Regions from separate parts of the Gossypium hirsutum genome. Here region 1 is linked to region 2. A link is a contact called in public Hi-C data. All regions are on one chromosome and are shown on one strand. The core of a region is the stretch at or near the end of the contact, and the rest is flanking DNA. Distances in the headings are between cores, read along the strand shown. Region 1 holds the start of LOC121227982. Region 2 holds the start of LOC107948485 (pentatricopeptide repeat-containing protein At1g79080, chloroplastic).

Evidence for each region. Hi-C and Micro-C count contacts between places; a contact is called where the count stands out from the background.
Region 1: a contact with region 2 is called in a Hi-C map of leaf, with 3 times the contacts expected there. The contact joins the promoter of LOC121227982 here to the promoter of LOC107948485 in region 2. A contact is called at or near these places in 6 of 34 Hi-C or Micro-C datasets (all in leaf).

The regions. Positions count from the first base shown.
Region 1 is chrA04:14,997,988-15,003,178 of Gossypium_hirsutum_v2.1, forward strand. LOC121227982 reads left to right here and starts at 3,420. Exons shown (of 7, transcript XM_041110992.1): 1 at 3,420-3,950. The coding sequence starts at 3,500.
Region 2 is chrA04:14,805,377-14,810,256 of Gossypium_hirsutum_v2.1, forward strand. It overlaps LOC107948485 (pentatricopeptide repeat-containing protein At1g79080, chloroplastic), which reads right to left and starts at 2,181. Exons shown (of 1, transcript XM_041110990.1): 1 at 632-2,181. The coding sequence starts at 2,181. The coding sequence ends at 931. LOC121227981 (pentatricopeptide repeat-containing protein At1g79080, chloroplastic-like) reads right to left here and starts at 2,634. Exons shown (of 1, transcript XM_041110991.1): 1 at 2,209-2,634. The coding sequence starts at 2,634. The coding sequence ends at 2,209.

The DNA.
Region 1 (5,191 bases), core at 2,170-4,669, 190 kb after region 2:
CTTACCAGTTTCTTAATTTCTTTACAACCAAACTTCAATTCAGACAACTTTTGCGACATGTAGAGCTTCCTCCAACTAAATCCTCTTCTTCTTTAGAGTGACTGAAGAAGACGATACTTTAAAGTGAAAATTTGGTAAACAGAATTGAGAAAATTCTGTCTCCACACACTCCTATATATATACGCACAATTTTTATCGACCGTTTCTACCATTCATCCTTAATCATTTTGTCTCCCATTTTGGAACCAGTCGATTCCATCTTAACTGAACCAGAACTGAAATCCACTTAATCGTAATTCGACCATTAAAATTTTTGAATTTCTCGGTGGAGCCCAACAATTCACTAATCCTTTCAATTTAATCCTAACTCTTCCTAGATTTTGGGTTAATAAGATACTCGGGTGTTTCACATATGATAAAAAATCTATAAAAATCAAAGAAAAAATGGTTGGGGACTTAGTTGTAAAGATAATTGAAAGTTAAAACTAGGTTTCCAAGCTTTTCTTCAATGGCTTTCTAAGGTGGATGGTTGAGTTTGGAGAAGATGAAAACATCTCTCCACTCAATTTTACTTATATAGGTCGATTAAAACATAATTAAGCTTAATTAATATTAATCTTTAATTAACTTAAACTAATGACAATTAACATCACATCCCACTCCCATCCATTAAGACTTGGTTTATTTTCCATTTTAAACCTTTGGATAATTATTATCTAAGTCCTCAAGCCTTATTCTAGTTAAAAATCTATAACAATTAAACTTTTCTAATTTAGCCCATGAGCCTTAATTAGACACATTTTGCTAAATTACTCACTTAAGTTTTAGTTTAACGATCTACTAACTCCATAAATATCTCTATTTAATATTTCCGGACTCGGTTTATAGAAATGAGTTCTTAAAGCCACATTTTTCGACACCGATGGAAGTTGGATCGTTACATTACGTTAGTGCTTACCCTTTATTTTGCAATTTTAGGAAAATGGTTAAAAATTAAATTTGGTCCCTTTATTATGCTTAAATTTTTCATTTAAGTGCTACATTTTAATTTCTAGTGTAATTTGATCCCTATAGTTTTATAATGTTATTAATTAGTCCAAATAGTTAATATCATTGATTTTTTTTATTAAAACATTATTTGGTTGTATAATTTGAAAGCTTTGAGGGTCTTAGAGATGAATATATGACTTTATTTCTTTTAGGTTTGCTTTGCTTTTTATTTATTTATTTATTTATTTATAAAACAATGATCAAACTTTAGTTTTAGCCCTTGTGTTATGTTGAAACTTGGGATTTAATCTAGATACCTTATTTTTTTACATAATTTAATCCTTCTACTTTTATAATATTGTCTATTATTTTATTATGACAAGTTTGAATGAATTTTTTAAGAAAATATCGATATAAACATTTTCAATCTTATTTTTATTTTTACATGATTAGCAAGTGTTTTTTTTTATATTTCAAAATGTTACACCAATAAATTAAATAGAAGAATTTTAATAGTGGTAACAATTGAACCTATATTTTTAAACCTAAAAAATATAGGATCTAAATTTTTAAAAATAAAAGTAGGATTAGAATATATTTTAGCCTTCAAATTTGTACTCTACAATTTGGTACAAACAAATAACCAACTCAACGTGAAGCATAGGAATCATACTAGTACCTATATATAAAAGGAATATTAAACCTTCCCTATGCTGACATATAGAATATTCTCTTATTTTTTTCTTTTTGCATTTTATAGGGAAATGATACAATTTTAATTTTAGTCCTTTTGCTACACTCAAATTTTATATTATATAATAATGGTCAATTTTTAAGTTTGATCCTTGTGTTACCCTCAAGTTTAAGATTCAATTCTTATACTTCAATTTTTTGACATGATTTGGTACATTAATTTTTTATCACCCCTTACGGAAGGCGGGGGAGGGGGAGTTGTTTTCTAAATATCTTTTCTTGTCTTTTGTTAGAATGTATATATGGTAACAAGCTTAGTCGAAGAAGAGTGAGGGCTCTATTGGCTATAGCACCCGAGCGTTCTTCTTGTTGAGTGAGTGGTGGCTATAGCCCCTCGATCATTTCCTAAAGTGTAGGTCGTAGTGGCTATAGCCCCTCGAACGTTCTCTTGCAATTATTGGTTAATTATAATACTCTATACCATTATGGTTTGTACAATACTTTCTTTAATTGTTGTTACAACCCATGTTGTTCCTAGTGTTAAATCGATAAGCCTCCTCGAGGTAGGTATATAGGGGTAACATTCTTTTCTTAGTCGTCTGAGCTTCACGTATTACTTGAGGCTAGGCTTCTTCATGCCTTTGCTCACAAATCCTTTTCAATTGACTAAAAAAATGTGCTATTTCCCTTTTTAAACCAATCAATATGGGATTCCCTTAAGTAGAATCATATGATGCCACTTAAGGGGCTTTTTTGTCCTTAGCGAGTAATTCATTTGATAGATTCATTCGCACTGTTATATAGCTCCTTTAAGGTAAGGGAATTGGTAGTATACTGTTGCTAAGGTCATGGGTTTAATAGAGGAAACTCAATGGGTATAATTGTAAACCCCTTGGGGTGAGGGCCGCCTCTCGCTCTGCTTCACCACCCATAATGGTATAGGAAATTCAAATACTGTACAAACCATAATGCTATGAGTACTGTAATTAACTAATAACTATAGGAGAATGCTCGGGGGGCTATAGCCACCGCAACCTACACTTTAGGAAATAGTCGGGGGGCTATAGCCACCACTCACTCAACAAGAGGAAAGCTTGAGTGCTATAGCCAATAGCACCCTCACTCTTCTTCAACTAACCCTATTGCCATATATACATTCTAACAAAAGACAAGAAAATATATTTAAAAAACAAAATGTCATTGGTTAGCTCAAATACTTTATTTTGGTTAAAATGTTTATGTAACGTTTAAGATTTATTAATGCTATTAAAATTATTTGTTAAATTCAAATCCAACACAATGCTATTTTTATTATTATTATATTGTTGCTAAATGAGTACTTTTTTAATTTCAGAATATTACAATTGCAAATTTTACAGTAGAATCTAATAATGTTTAACAATTGAATATAAATTTTTAAATTTGAAAACTAAAAGGGCTAAATATTTAAAAGTAAAAGTCTCAATACTAAATTTTAAATATATAAAAAATATAAAAACTTAAAATATAATGTTCAAATATTTACTCTATAATTTAATAAAAATAGTAATAATTAACCAAAGGTGAGTGTATATCTTAAAGTTGTAAATTCATTCCATTTATTCTTGCTTTTTCTTTTACTAACAAATATCTCAACAAGTGGCAAAAAGAAAATGTCAGGGAAAACATAATAAATATCCCAAAACATTATTTTGCTATTACATAATAATGGTAATTTTGGATTTGACAATGAGCCTTCCTTTTGTTTTTATTTACCATTTTTTGTCCATCGACTGTTCTTAAAACAATTTTTTATTTTATTTTATTTTTAATTCATATGGCTCTCTCTGTTTCTCCTTCTTCTTTATCATTTACCCAAAATTTCCCACACTTCGTCACTTCCCATTCGCTTCCTCTCTCTCAGTGTCATCCAATTTCCTTCCAAACACCACCACCAAAAAGCATCCATTACCACCCACCAAGAGCTCTGAGGGAATGGCAAGAATACGAGGAAGCAGTGAAGAAGAAGGACTTAGCTACTGCTCTAAGTTTCCTTATATCCATTGAAAAAGACAATAGCGACGACTCTGTTGAGGAAAATGGTTCCTTATCCACCCAGTCAGCTCGGTCACGAATTGGCGATCTGGGTTTTTTTGGTGGGTCTGTGAGGGATTGGGAGGTCTTGGATACCTGCCTTAATGCTGATGACATGAGACTTGTTGGCATGGCTTATGAGTTCCTTAAGGCCAAAGGTTTTTTACCCAATTTCGGAAGATTCAGTAGCATCGGTAAATTATTTACTTTCTCTATTCATTCAAAATTATGATGATGATGATAACGATGTTGGAATTTTTAGAAATTTTTGAATGCTGATTTGATATTTTGATTTCTGAATTTTGCTGAATTATGAATGCTTGGTGCTAATTTTTTTTCCTTTTTAGTTCTTTTATGTATTTTTCATGCAGTTGATAACATAATTGCATGCTAGAATATTTGTGATAGGAAAAAAGAACATGATTTTATACTTTTCAGGATTTTAGTGTTAGTTTTGGCCCAAGATGAAAAGAGAAAATATTCGAATTAATTAAGGCTTGTTACTTAATTTGTAACTAAACGACCAAAAGATGCATTTTTTCAGAGAAGCAAAAAACATTTTGGAGAGTAGGTCAAAAGATGTTCATAAAATCAGAGGAAAGTGAGCTCGGTGATGAATATATGGCAATATAAGGACCATTAATTCAAAAATAGAAAAAGAAGGATATGTGCAAGAGTCACAAAAGGATTCAAGGGTTACCAGTTTTTTATAAAGAAAACTCAGATTCACAAAATACTATCCAAACTTGCACCTGAAAGTGCCCATTATATCTTGGTTCAAGTAATATACATGTAATCATAAAATAATTTGAAGTAGATTTTGACATCATTGCCTGAGAGTTGCTAAGATAATTTCTTCTAGATAAAGCACAATGTGGTGCAGTTAGTTTAGCCATTGGCATTAGCTTACTTTACCTGAAAAGTTTGGTGTCTCTTTGGGCTATAAGATTCACCAGCAACATAGAACCAATTTCTATCCTTTTTGTTGGAGATAGTTTGATGTCTCTTTGAGCTCTTGGTAGTTTTTATTTTCTCCTTTTGAGAATATGCATAATTTGGTGTTGCATCTTCTTCATATTGATGTATGGTATATTATTTATGAATGAATATTATGTCAAATAGATGTTTTTTATATAATTAAAAGTGAAAAGCAAGTTCGACTGTCTTGTATTTGTTGGCTTGGTTTTCAAGTCATTGTTTGGTTCCTTGTTTCTAAAGAGCAATGCTTTATACCAGGATTCTAATGCTGCTATGCTTTATGAATGTCATTAATTGGCACTGGTGATCTGTTAGATTAGTATTTCATGACTTTTTTGCTTATCTTACTGCGAGTCTGTTGTTCTTTTCAATTAGCAATTATTTTCATGCTTGACTATCAAAATGCAATCTTAATGATGTGGTTATTGTTATGTATGAGATGTTAATGTATATTTAA
Region 2 (4,880 bases), core at 931-3,430:
TGCGCCTTGGACTGAATTAGTTTTGCCCTGACAATCCCTTGTCTTCATAATTATCCTGCATATGTTGCATGAAGTTGTGAAGATTGAAGGGTATTTTCAGGCAACCTTATCTGTTTTGTCTTCTATATCTCGGTTAAAGTTTTAAGACTGTTTGAGATGTTTGTCTAGTACTATTAGATATTATGTTGGGGATTTGTGGTTTGATCTGTGTAAGCAGTTATCTTAACATCCTAAATGTTTGAAATTGAAACTTTTGTTCTTCTTATATGGTCTATAATATGCGAGATAGATTGTTTCCTTATATCCTCTAGCATTTATGAGATTGTTGAAATGGCCTTCGACTGGTTAGATTATTAGTTGAAATGGCATAGTCATCAGATCAGGTATGTCAGCAGTTCTCGATTCGATCTGGGTTATCATTACATCCTTCCAAATCCAACATAATTATTTGGTATGGAGTAAAAGACCAGGAGATACCATCCTTGCGGGTTTTATCGAGGATAAAACGTACTTGAAAACATTGATATTCAAATTGAGTAAAAAAAAAAACCCTTAAAAAACATAGTATGATGAGTAAAAAAAAAAAGTTTTCAAAATGAGTCCTTTGTTCGATGCTTGTTGAAGAGGGGGATAATAAATAATGTAATATCAGCCATTAATACATAATTAAAAGTGTTCTACATGTAATAAAGGATTTACAACAAAAACAATAACCAGCTTATTCAAATAAAAGTGCCACAAATTTGAGTCCTTGTGCTTGAACTAGATTCATCTTCATTCCACCTTCCAAATAATTGGACCACTGCCAAATGATCTCAAAGCCATTTCTTCATAACAAAATTTATATTTATCAGTCAGATCAGAATCAAAATCACAGATCGATAATCTTTCGATTTCTTCCATTTTCCTACGTGTTTTGCACTCCGAAAATCAAAAGTTATCAATGGCAGAAAGGTTGTACTGCATTATAAGCCTTTCTACATGTTGACTAACAACTTCTCTCATATGCAGCTCCTTCAATACTTGTGCTGCCAGCTCCATTTGTCCTTCATGAGCAATCCCTTCCACAAGTATGGTATACGTTGTCTCGTTAGGCATATAGCCTTTCTCTATCAACATCTCGAAAACCTTCAAGGAGAGATCAGTTCTGTGGGATTTGCAGAATCCCAATATAAGGGCATTGAAATTGTCAACATCAGGCTTAAAGTTACTTTCTTCCATTACTATGAAAATCTGCATTGCTGCTTGCAGCATTCCCTCCAAGCACAATCCTCTGATTAGTGAGGAATAAGTGTACGAGTCCGGAGTGAAGCCAGACTTGGTCATTTCATATAAAAGCTGAAATGCTGGATATGTGTTCCCTTTTCTGCATAAACTAGAAATTACACTCTTGTAGAAATCATTAGGAGAGGAACTTTGTTTGCTCGCAAGGCTTTGAAATATGGAGAATGCCTCTTGCACCATTCCCTGCTCACACAGCACAGCAATAGCATTATATGTTCCTTCATTAGGTTTACAGCGTCTATAGATCATCTGGTCTAGACACTTAACCACAAGATCCACCTTCTCCTCTTGGCAAAGTTGAGCGATTATTGGGTTATAACTTGTAGCACTGACTTTAAAACGTCCTCTAATCATTTCATCTAAAACATCCATAGCATGGTAAGTCCTGCCATGGAGGGCAAGAGAACCAATCAAAATATTGTAAGTAACTACAGAAGGAGAACGGTCGTCACCATCCATCTCCGCCAAAAGCTCATTTGCTTCTTTCCACCGTCCCTCGTAACACAAATTCCTTAACACAATGTTATAGCTCACAACATTTGGATTAAATCCTTTAGCAGGCAAATCTCTGAAGAACCTAATAGCTTCATCAGTCCTCCCTTCCTTGCACAACCCAGTCAACAAAACATTGTAACTAACCAAATTAGGCTTCCCACCTTTGGCAATGATCTCATCCAAAAGCTTCGTTGCTTCATTTACACCTTTTTCCTTATAAGCAGCTTCAAGCAAGAAAGAATAAGTGAATTCATTGGGAACTAGTCCTTTTTGTATTAACCTATCCAAAAGCTGCAAGCTTTGCTTCAAGTTTCCATGCATACAAAGACCTCTAACTAAAGAGTTATAAGTAACAGTATTAGTTGGATAACCATGAGCCTCCATTTTTTCCACTAACTGCATTGCATGCCCAACATTTCCTCGCTTGCACTAATGATTCACCAAGAATGTATACGAAGCTGCATCAGGTATGATACCAGAATCAACCATCATCTCCATCACTCTAATAGACTTTTTCATCTTATTAACCTTGCACAAATCATACAACAGCTGAGTAGCTTGAACTACATCAGGCTTCTGTCCCTTCCCCACCATATATTCCATGTGAAAATATGCATCGCTAAGCCTAAGTTCCCTACTTTTACTGTCACTCTTCCCAGTCTTCCAGTTGGGTAAAGTAAAAACAGAATCTTTAGGAGAAATTGTGATCTGGGTAGTGGCTAAAACCTTGGAAAAGCCCTTGCTGAGTGAAAAATAATGAAGGTTCGCGATTTGGTAAAAGAAACCAGATGGTCTCCTTGTCGTTTCAGGTGACGGGTTTGTCAAAAAAGATATAGAGTTGATTAAAGTTGCCATGGATTACAAAAACAAAGAAAAAAAGTATGACAGAAAGATTAATTCAATTCCTGTTGAGTAGTGAAAAGGAAAACAGAAAGAGATGAGTCTAAGTTCAGCAAATATTTTCTAAGAGAAACTGAAGAGAATAAGAAGGATGAACATACATATAACTTGGTGGAGTGGGCCTTGAAATGAAGATTGTTGGGTGGCTTTTCTTCAGTGAGGAGAGCTTCTTTTACTCTGGCTAGAGGGCAAGGGCAGAGACTCACCTCGTCGCCTGCCCATTGCCATCCACTGCTCTTTCCCTCGTTATCCAACTGCAGCTGGTGGACAATTTTTTTTACCTACCTACGCGCTGTTTACTAGTATGATAGCCACGCGCTGCTTTCCCGAACTTCCTGCAATGTTAATGCTTTTTTAAAGCCAAGCTTCCCGGTATTGAGTTGTGATATTAATTTTTAGGTATTTAATGAAGTAAAATTTAGACTAAAATATTCTTTAACCAAACAGAGTTCATATACACTAACCATTGTTATAATCGACGGCTTCTACGAGCCAAGCACGGTAAAACATTTCCCTTCCTTAAACTTAACACGTGCCTTGAAATTTGTAACACACATCGCGAGGTGTTAAGGTAAACTGACGAGCTCAGAAACTAACGAGCTTGCAGATTGACGAACTCTCTAATTAGCGAGCTCACAAACTGGCAAGCTTGTAAAGCAACATAGACGGCTCCCTACATGCGAGGTTATTCGCAAGGAAGGGCTAAAATTATAGCCATACCAAAAACATGCGTAATAAACGTGTTTACCAAGTTCCATTCCAATCCCATTTTGTCAAAATACTCTAATTTACAATTCAAAGATTTCGCGTGTGACAATCACACATGTAAGTTTAAGTATAGTAACAAGTAATATAAAAAGATTGTTCCCCTAGGAAGCTATTATTAATTATAACACTAATCACCAACTATTACTCTATAATTTATTCAAATAAATCAATAACAATTGTTTTTTGAAATTTAAATTAGTAAATAAAATTTAAAAAATTAATCAATAATAAAACACTAGTATTACAATTTTATCCAATGAATTAACTAATTATTATTATCTTCACCCAATTTATCTTGATAGAGTTTATTACTAATCTTGGTACTAAGATTTCCTTAATTCTTTATTAATCTATTAAAAATTAATTTAATGTAATTATTGTGTTATATTTCTATGTCAATAATTCAAACCAAATCGATTAAAAATTATTATATCCCCATCCGTATAAGGACACATGACAAGCTGAAATGCCACCTCAAACTGGAAGGTCACGCACAAGCCTTCATCTCGACACAACCATTTGGACAAACACAAATTATCTGTTGCCCAAACCTTCAGGCTTTCGTGAGAAACATGATGCCTTTGGTCCAAATATGACATGTGTTCAACTTCTCTATAACATCAAGCCAGATTTAATGACAAGATCTATCTCATCACAGACACCCTTGTCCCATCAAAGACATCCACCCATGTAACACCTCTAACCCATATCCGTCGCCGGAATAGGGTTATGAAGCATTACCATAAAACTGTAACATAAAAACATAAATTTCCAAACATTTTATTAATCATAGCATAATCAATTTATATTCATACATGTCATCCCTTATTTGAGCCTTTGAGGCGTTAAAATCACTTTAGAAACGATTTGGGACTAAATTGGGAACATTTGAAACATTAAGGAAAAAATTAGAAAAATTCAAACTGTAGGGGTCACACGGTCGAGACACATGATCGTGTCCTAGCCCGTGTATGTGCCCATGTAACTCTCTGACTTGGGTAACACGACCAAGCCACATGCCCGTGTGCCAGGCCGTGTAACTTTTGAAATGGCCTCACACACCTGTGTGGCAAGCTGTGTGCTAGGCCGTGTAACTGCCTGACTTGTAACATTTGAAACCTACAGAGGACACACGACCGTGTCTCATGACCGTGTATCACACACGGCTGAGACACATGCCCGTGTCTTGGGCCGTGTGGACATGAAATTGGCCAAAAATAAGCCATTTCCATCACTCATTTCAACCATGCACCTAAACACAAATTGCACATATGATTAATGTATTAATGTAACATCCCGAAATAAGGCCTAGTCGGAATAGTAGTTTCGGGACCACAAATATGACATTAAAATAATCATTAAAATAATTATTTTATGATTATTATGAGGTCTAGGATATGAAAATAAGAATGTGTTAAAGTTTCATGAAGAAA